Regions from separate parts of the Pan troglodytes genome. Here region 1 is linked to region 2. The links are chromatin contacts, called in public Hi-C maps. All regions are on one chromosome and are shown on one strand. Each heading gives the region's core, a stretch centred on a gene start, on an enhancer-like site or on the middle of the called end of the contact. The rest is flanking DNA. Distances are from core to core; before and after follow the strand shown.

What was found. A called contact is a pair of places that touch in the nucleus more often than the background predicts.
Region 1: a Hi-C map of induced pluripotent stem cells shows a contact between it and region 2, with 2.4 times the contacts expected there. The contact joins two enhancer-like sites. A contact is called at or near these places in 2 of 7 Hi-C or Micro-C datasets (induced pluripotent stem cells and stem cell-derived neural progenitor cells).

What each region holds. Positions count from the first base shown.
Region 1 is chr17:61,709,863-61,713,013 of NHGRI_mPanTro3-v2.0_pri, reverse strand. No RefSeq gene overlaps it. Among named protein-coding and RNA genes, the nearest start is that of MEX3C, 460 kb to the right of the region's middle. Within about 2 kb of position 1,858, at least 4 of the 24 cell types and tissues checked have an H3K27ac peak or open chromatin away from gene starts, as enhancers often do. A contact at or near this core is called in induced pluripotent stem cells, where this site is marked.
Region 2 is chr17:61,175,692-61,178,888 of NHGRI_mPanTro3-v2.0_pri, reverse strand. No RefSeq gene overlaps it. Among named protein-coding and RNA genes, the nearest start is that of MEX3C, 73 kb to the left of the region's middle. Within about 2 kb of position 1,863, at least 1 of the 24 cell types and tissues checked has an H3K27ac peak or open chromatin away from gene starts, as enhancers often do. A contact at or near this core is called in induced pluripotent stem cells, where this site is marked.

The sequences.
Region 1 (3,151 bases), core at 609-3,108, 530 kb before region 2:
CGAAGGTCGCTTCTGAATCCCATTGATAACCCATATCTTGAAATTAGGAGAATAATGACAGAACAAGGATAGAGCCAAGAATGCATTAAGTGCTTCATTTCCAATGAGTTCATTTGTGTTATCTGCTTTGAATTACTCACAGTATTTTTATAGCAGGTAGCTAGCCAGCCTATGAGGAGGGCAGGAAAGGGCTCCTCCATACCCACACCAGGAAAGTCAGGTGACCATCAGGTGCTGGTCAGGCGGTTGTTAACTATCTCTATAAAATAATAATTGGTGACAGCCAGCATCAGAGAAAGGCAGTCTCCCTATACAGATAAAAAAAAACACCGGTAACTGTTGATCGGCAGCTTTCAGGAGTTGGGCGAGTGAGCTCGAGCATGCGCATTAAGAGACGATACGGCAGCACAAGACCTTCTGGGGGCACTCCACCGGAAAAGGGAAGAAAGCCTCAGGTGAGCATGCGTACACCTCCTCAAACACACTGTGCATGCTCACCTCCCAAGCACAAGGAGGACATTGCACATGCAGGCGGTCCACCCTAAGGGAAGAATCATGGGAAAAGGGACACTATACCCTGGAAGTATGCCAATATATAAAACCCCAAGTCAGAAGGTCAAACGCTACACTTGACCTCCAAAGTGCCCAATTGGGTCTTTTCCGAGTGTACTTTGTTTATCCCCTGCTCTAAAGCTTTTTAATAAACTTCCACTCCTGCTCTGAAACTTGCCTTGATCTCTTTTTCTGCTTTATTCCCCTCAGTCGAATTCTTTCTTCTGAGGAGGCAAGAACTGAGGTTGCTGTAGACCTGTATGGATTGCCACCAGTAATCAATAAACTTATTGAATCCTAACAGTATTCAATCATTTTATTTATATAGGAAAAATTATCACCTGTTTATCTCCCCATCCACTTTTTCTTTATGCTCGTGCTAGAGATTATAGACTTCCCTGATAACTAAGGGCATTTTTACTTTGCTGACCAACCATAAACGTCCCGCATAGGGTGAACATGTACAAAATAGGGCAGGATGTGTGCCCAGAGCACCATATCTACCATGTGTCAGGGTGGGCTCTGAAGTGGGGATAGTTTTTTTCAGAAATTTACCATTTAGCCAGAGAGAGAAAGGATCTTCTGATGAAAGTGTTAGCAGATAAGCCAGTGCTTACTTAGGGACAAATAAAGCTGAGACAGGGCTGAGAGGTGCTGCGGAGGTGGAGTATTTTTCATAGCAGAGGTGGATTGAGCTGGGCCCCTGGGGAGGTGAGTCATTTGAAAATGCTGAGGGGAGGAAAGCAGGTGACATACAAGTCATTTCCCTCTTTTGATTTTTAGGTTTTAACTCCATTCGGCAGCCTGAGAGAATGCAGTCGGGAAACGTGTGGGAAAGACACTGAAGGGCAGGAAAGGAGAACCCAGGACAACCCAGGCCCAGCCTTGTTTTCTACTCTCTGCCTCAGGCCCCAAGACCATGTGGCCAGGGTGCAAACCATGCAGTATCTGCATAGCGAACGGTACTGTAAGCCAAACTGTTAGAATATGGGCCTCTGCTCTTTGTGTCCCTGCTACCTGATTTACATCTCTCTGGGCTGCAAGCAGAAGCCCCAGGTCTACCGTGCTCGGCTTTGAAGCCTTCCCTCAGGCACCCTCTGCGAGAAGACCCTGCTGGCTGGACTTGGCTCCCAGCCATGGCCAGGCCAAGGAGCAGAGGGGAGACAGGGGAAGGCAGAGGATGCCTGGAAGCCCCAGCCCTCTCCTCCTATTTGCCTGAAGGTCGGGAGGCCACTTTCCTGAACCAGTACAGGCAAAACAATGAAAGCATCTGCAGGCAGAGGCAGCACAGTGGGGTGTGCGGAGAGTCACAATGGGGAGGCGGAGTGGGGAAGGAAGAGAGAGAAGGCTGGAGGGAGATCCCATTTGGAAATAAGGAGAAGGCTTTGAACTTGCAGATCTCTCCAACTGAGGCAAAACCCACACTAAACCAGCCCCAGCTGGGTGCCGCAGGAGACTGTGAATAAATTTGAGAGGGAGAATGAGATGACAGTTCCCCCTTCTTAATGCATTCACCCCAAGGTGCTGCTGGGCATCTGTTCCATAATTAACCAGACTCTCCCCTCCACCAACCCCTCCTTCCCCTTCACCTCCTCCAGTGGCTGCTCAAACATTTGCCATAATTATTCCCCCGCCCCACTTTTCAAAGGAGCCCTCTGGAAGGAGTTTGCTGCCTGGCTCTTATTTCTTCCTCCACCTCCCCAGTTCTGGGCAGGGTGACAGCCATCCTTGGCTAGAAGGGGTTTGTGAGCATCCCACTTCCCAGAGGCCACTGCGGTATCCCATCCTCCTCACCCCAGCCAATCAGTGGAACATCTGTTCTCCCCTCAGTGAGGCTCAGTGCGGCAGGAAGGCGGAAGGGCATAGCAGGGTATCCGGGTGGGCCATTTTCCATCAGCATGTGATCTCTACCTCCCTCCCCCATGATCTGATATGAAAATCACAGCAGTAATGAAAACTGATGGGACAATGTGGTGCATAGAAAATCCTGAGAACTTCTTTCCAATAATAGTATTATATTATGAGTGATAATAATACATATTTTAAATGGAAGATCACAGGAAGTTGTCTGGTTATTGTTTATTCTCAGCCTCTGTGGCCACATGTAACACATACTGGGCGTTCAATACATAATTGTTGAAGACATGGATCACTGCTTTATCAAGTACTTTACAAAAGTTGTCTCTACACACAATACTCATGAGAAATAAGTAATAGAATCCCCACTTTAAGGTGAAGAAAATTGAGGCACAGAGAGGTTGAGCAACTTCCCCAAGGTCACACAGCTAGTAAGAGACTAAGTCAGGATTTGAACACAGACCAATGACACCATGCCCATGGTCTTTCTGTTATTCCGTGCTGCCAGGCCACCTCCCTGCATGAAACATTTCAAGAGGAGGTCCCTGATAATGGATTTGCTGTTTCCTCTAGCTAAAGTGTCATTTTACTGACACCCACTCATCACTCAAGTTCAAAGACTCAGTGAAGACATCTACTGATGTGTCTTTTATTGATGAATCTTTTATTAGCATGAATCATATTTTGCTAATAAATATTGCTAATGAATGATATGCTAATAAATATGATTGCTAATAAATAT
Region 2 (3,197 bases), core at 614-3,113:
CTGATTCTTCCAGGACAATGGACAAGAGCTTGGGATATAGAAACCTGTGACACTGGCCCTCTGCCCTTGTGAAAAGCAGAGGGTCCACTGAACTGGTTAACACTTAAGCCATCTATGGAGGGCAAAGCTAAAAGAGCACACTGTAACACATGCTCCTGAGCCTGCCTGTCTGCGTGCTCCCCCTCCCATAGGGGTTTCAGCGTACTGTGACCAAACACACAAGCCACACCACTGTCACACATCCTCAAGAGGGGTCAGGGAACTCTCCCATTTCACAGACATCAGACAATTAGGGCAGCCCCTACATCCCAGAACCTGCTGAAATTATTCAAGCTGGCCAATCCTACACCTGCTAAACCTGCTTACCTACCTTGCCCCTTCTTTCCCATGAAAACCACAATGACGGCTCTTGCCCACATTTTCCCCTTACATCCTCTGCCTCCTGACCAACTCCTGCTTCCCCGGGTGGCCCTGTGTGGTGCAGTGTGACCCCTCCTCTTGGGAACTGTGGGTAACAATCTCTTCAACGGCAGCTGTCTCCTGACCTGTTGGCTTCACCATACCTGATACTAATAATAAAACCTGCATTTTATTTTATTTTTTTATTTATATTTATTTATTTGTTTATTTTTGAGATGGAGTCTCCTTCTGTCTCCAAGCTGGAAGTGCAGTGGCGCGACCTCAACACTCCAAGCTCTGCGGCGCTCCACCAAACCCTGCAAGCCCTGCCTGTCAGGTTCAAGTGATTTTCCTGCCTCAGCCTCCCGAGTAGCTGGGACTACAGGCTACAGGCATGCGCCACCATGCCCAGCTAATTTTTGTATTTTCAGTAGTGACGGGGTTTCACCATGTTGGCCAGGATGGTCTCCATCTCTTGACCTTGTGATCCACCAGCCTCAGCCTCCCAAAGTGCTGGGATTACAGGCGTGAGCCACCGTGCCCAGCCAGAAAACCTGCATTTTAAAACACGAGGACCATGTGAGCCTGTAGTTGCTGGTGGCCACCTTACCCCACATGAAGAGAATGAACCCAAAGAATGCTGAGAATGAACCCAAAGAAACCTAGAGGATCTCAGCACTTTGGGAGGCTGAGGTGGGAGGATCCCTTGAGCCCAGGAGTTCAAGACCAGCCTGGACAACATGGTGAGATCCCCATCTCTACAAAAAAGTAAAATAAATTTAGCCGGGTGTGGTGTACATGCCTGTGGTCCCAGCTACTCAGGAGGCTGAGGTGGGAGTGACACTGAAATGCTGGAAAGGGAAGAGCGTGGCCGCTTTAAATGATATGGAAAAGGGGAAAGGAAGTGCTGGGTAGAGGAGAGTTGTGGTCCCTGGCTAGGGCTCCACCCCCACGGACCTAGGTAAGGACAGGCATTTTTCTGCCCAAATGTTGCATTCCCCAAGACTACCCTGGCCTGCCACGCCCACATCTTGGGCCTATAAAAACCCATGACCCCCTAGAGGGCAGACACAGAAGCGGCTGGAAGTCGGGAGGAATACATTGGAGGAAAAAGACAAGCAGCTGGTCTTTGAGACCCGAGAGCCCACCACCCGGCAGGAAGGCAGGCAGACCGGCCATGAATCAGCAGAATGATGCGGAGTTTGGATGGGGCCGTTGGAAGGGAGCTGGGGCCACTGAGCAGCCAAACTCCAGGGGAAAACCATCTCCCTTCTGGCTCCCCCATTGGCTGAAAGCTACTTCTACTCAGTAAAACTTTGCACTTATTCTCCAAGCTCACCTGTGATCTGAATCTTCCAGTACACCAAGGCAAGAACCCGGGATACAGAAAACCCTCTGTCCTTGGGACAAGGTAGAGGGTCTAATTGAGCTGTTTAACACAAACCGCCTGTAGAGGGCAAACTAAAAGACCCTGTAACACACGTCCACTGGGACTTCAGGAGCTGTAAACATTCACCCCTAGACACTGCAGTGGGGTTGGAGCCCCACAGCCTGCCCGTCTGTATGCTCCCCTAAAGATTTGAGCAGCGAGGCACTGGAGAACCGAGCCACTCCACAGGTCGCACACCCTGCGAGGGGGACAGGAGAACCTTTCCCGTTTCAGGAGGATCGCTTGAGCCCAGGACTTCAAGGCTGCAGTGAGCCATGATTGTGCCACTGCACTCTAGCCTGGGTGACAGAGTGAGACCCCGTCAAGAAAGAAAAGAGAGGGGAGGGAGGGAGGGAGAGATGGAGGGAAAGGAAGGAAAAGGAATGAAGGGAAGGAAAGAACACAGAAGAGACAGTGTCCTAATGGAGTCATTTCAGTTTCTACCAATCCCAGATGCCTTAGCTACATGAATAAGTACATTTTTTGGGCGGGGGAGTAGGCTTAAACTATTTTGAGTTGGATTGTCTATCCCTAGCACCCTGACTGGGGTGCAGACGGTCTGTGTGGACTACCCAGGCGCTGCGCTGTGGTCAGACTCAGCCCCCAGGAGTGCTGTGGGACCGTCCTGACTGTGCCTCACCGGCAAAGAAAGGACTGGGCTGTTGCGGGCAGGAGGCCCTGGGGGGAGCGTCCACTCAGGTGCCGGTTGGGAGAGTAGCTCTCTGCACTGTCTCCTCACCTTAAAGGGAAGCATTCAGGCTGGATGTTCCCATGGGCTCTCCCCTGTTCTTTTCCCCAATTTTCTGCAAGTTTTTGTTTCAAAGTAAAAATAATACTAAAATAGAGCACTTACTACAAGTCGGGCACTGTGCTGAGATTCATACACAGGGATTCCTTGGAGCCTCATAACAACTCTGTGAGGGGTGATGGCCGTCCGGTTGCACAGATAGGGAGCCAGAGGCACCCATGGATGGAGGCCCAGCCTGCCTGGTGATCCTGCCGATGGGCGCTGCAGAGCTGCTCGGCGTCCCTCTCCAGCGCTTCCATCTGCGGGAAATTCACCTGTAGTCTCATCCAAATCCTCATTTTCCTTCTTCCAGTCCTTCCTTCAGTCTTAACTCTCCCAGGCTTAATCATTAAAGAAAGCCTTTTTAGACTGTCCTCGAGAGTGTTAGCTTGTTATTTAAAACAGTTTCTTCTAAGTTCCCTCCCACATTCCCCCTCATGGAATTCCAAACTGGGCATATGGTAGGGGAGGTTCATGCTGGGGAACAGGTCAGGCAGAGGACCACGGCAAGGGCGAGCAGTGGCACCTTACAGTGTTCCCAAAGGCCAGGCAGCAGGGCCTTGGGACAAGACAGCACCGGGA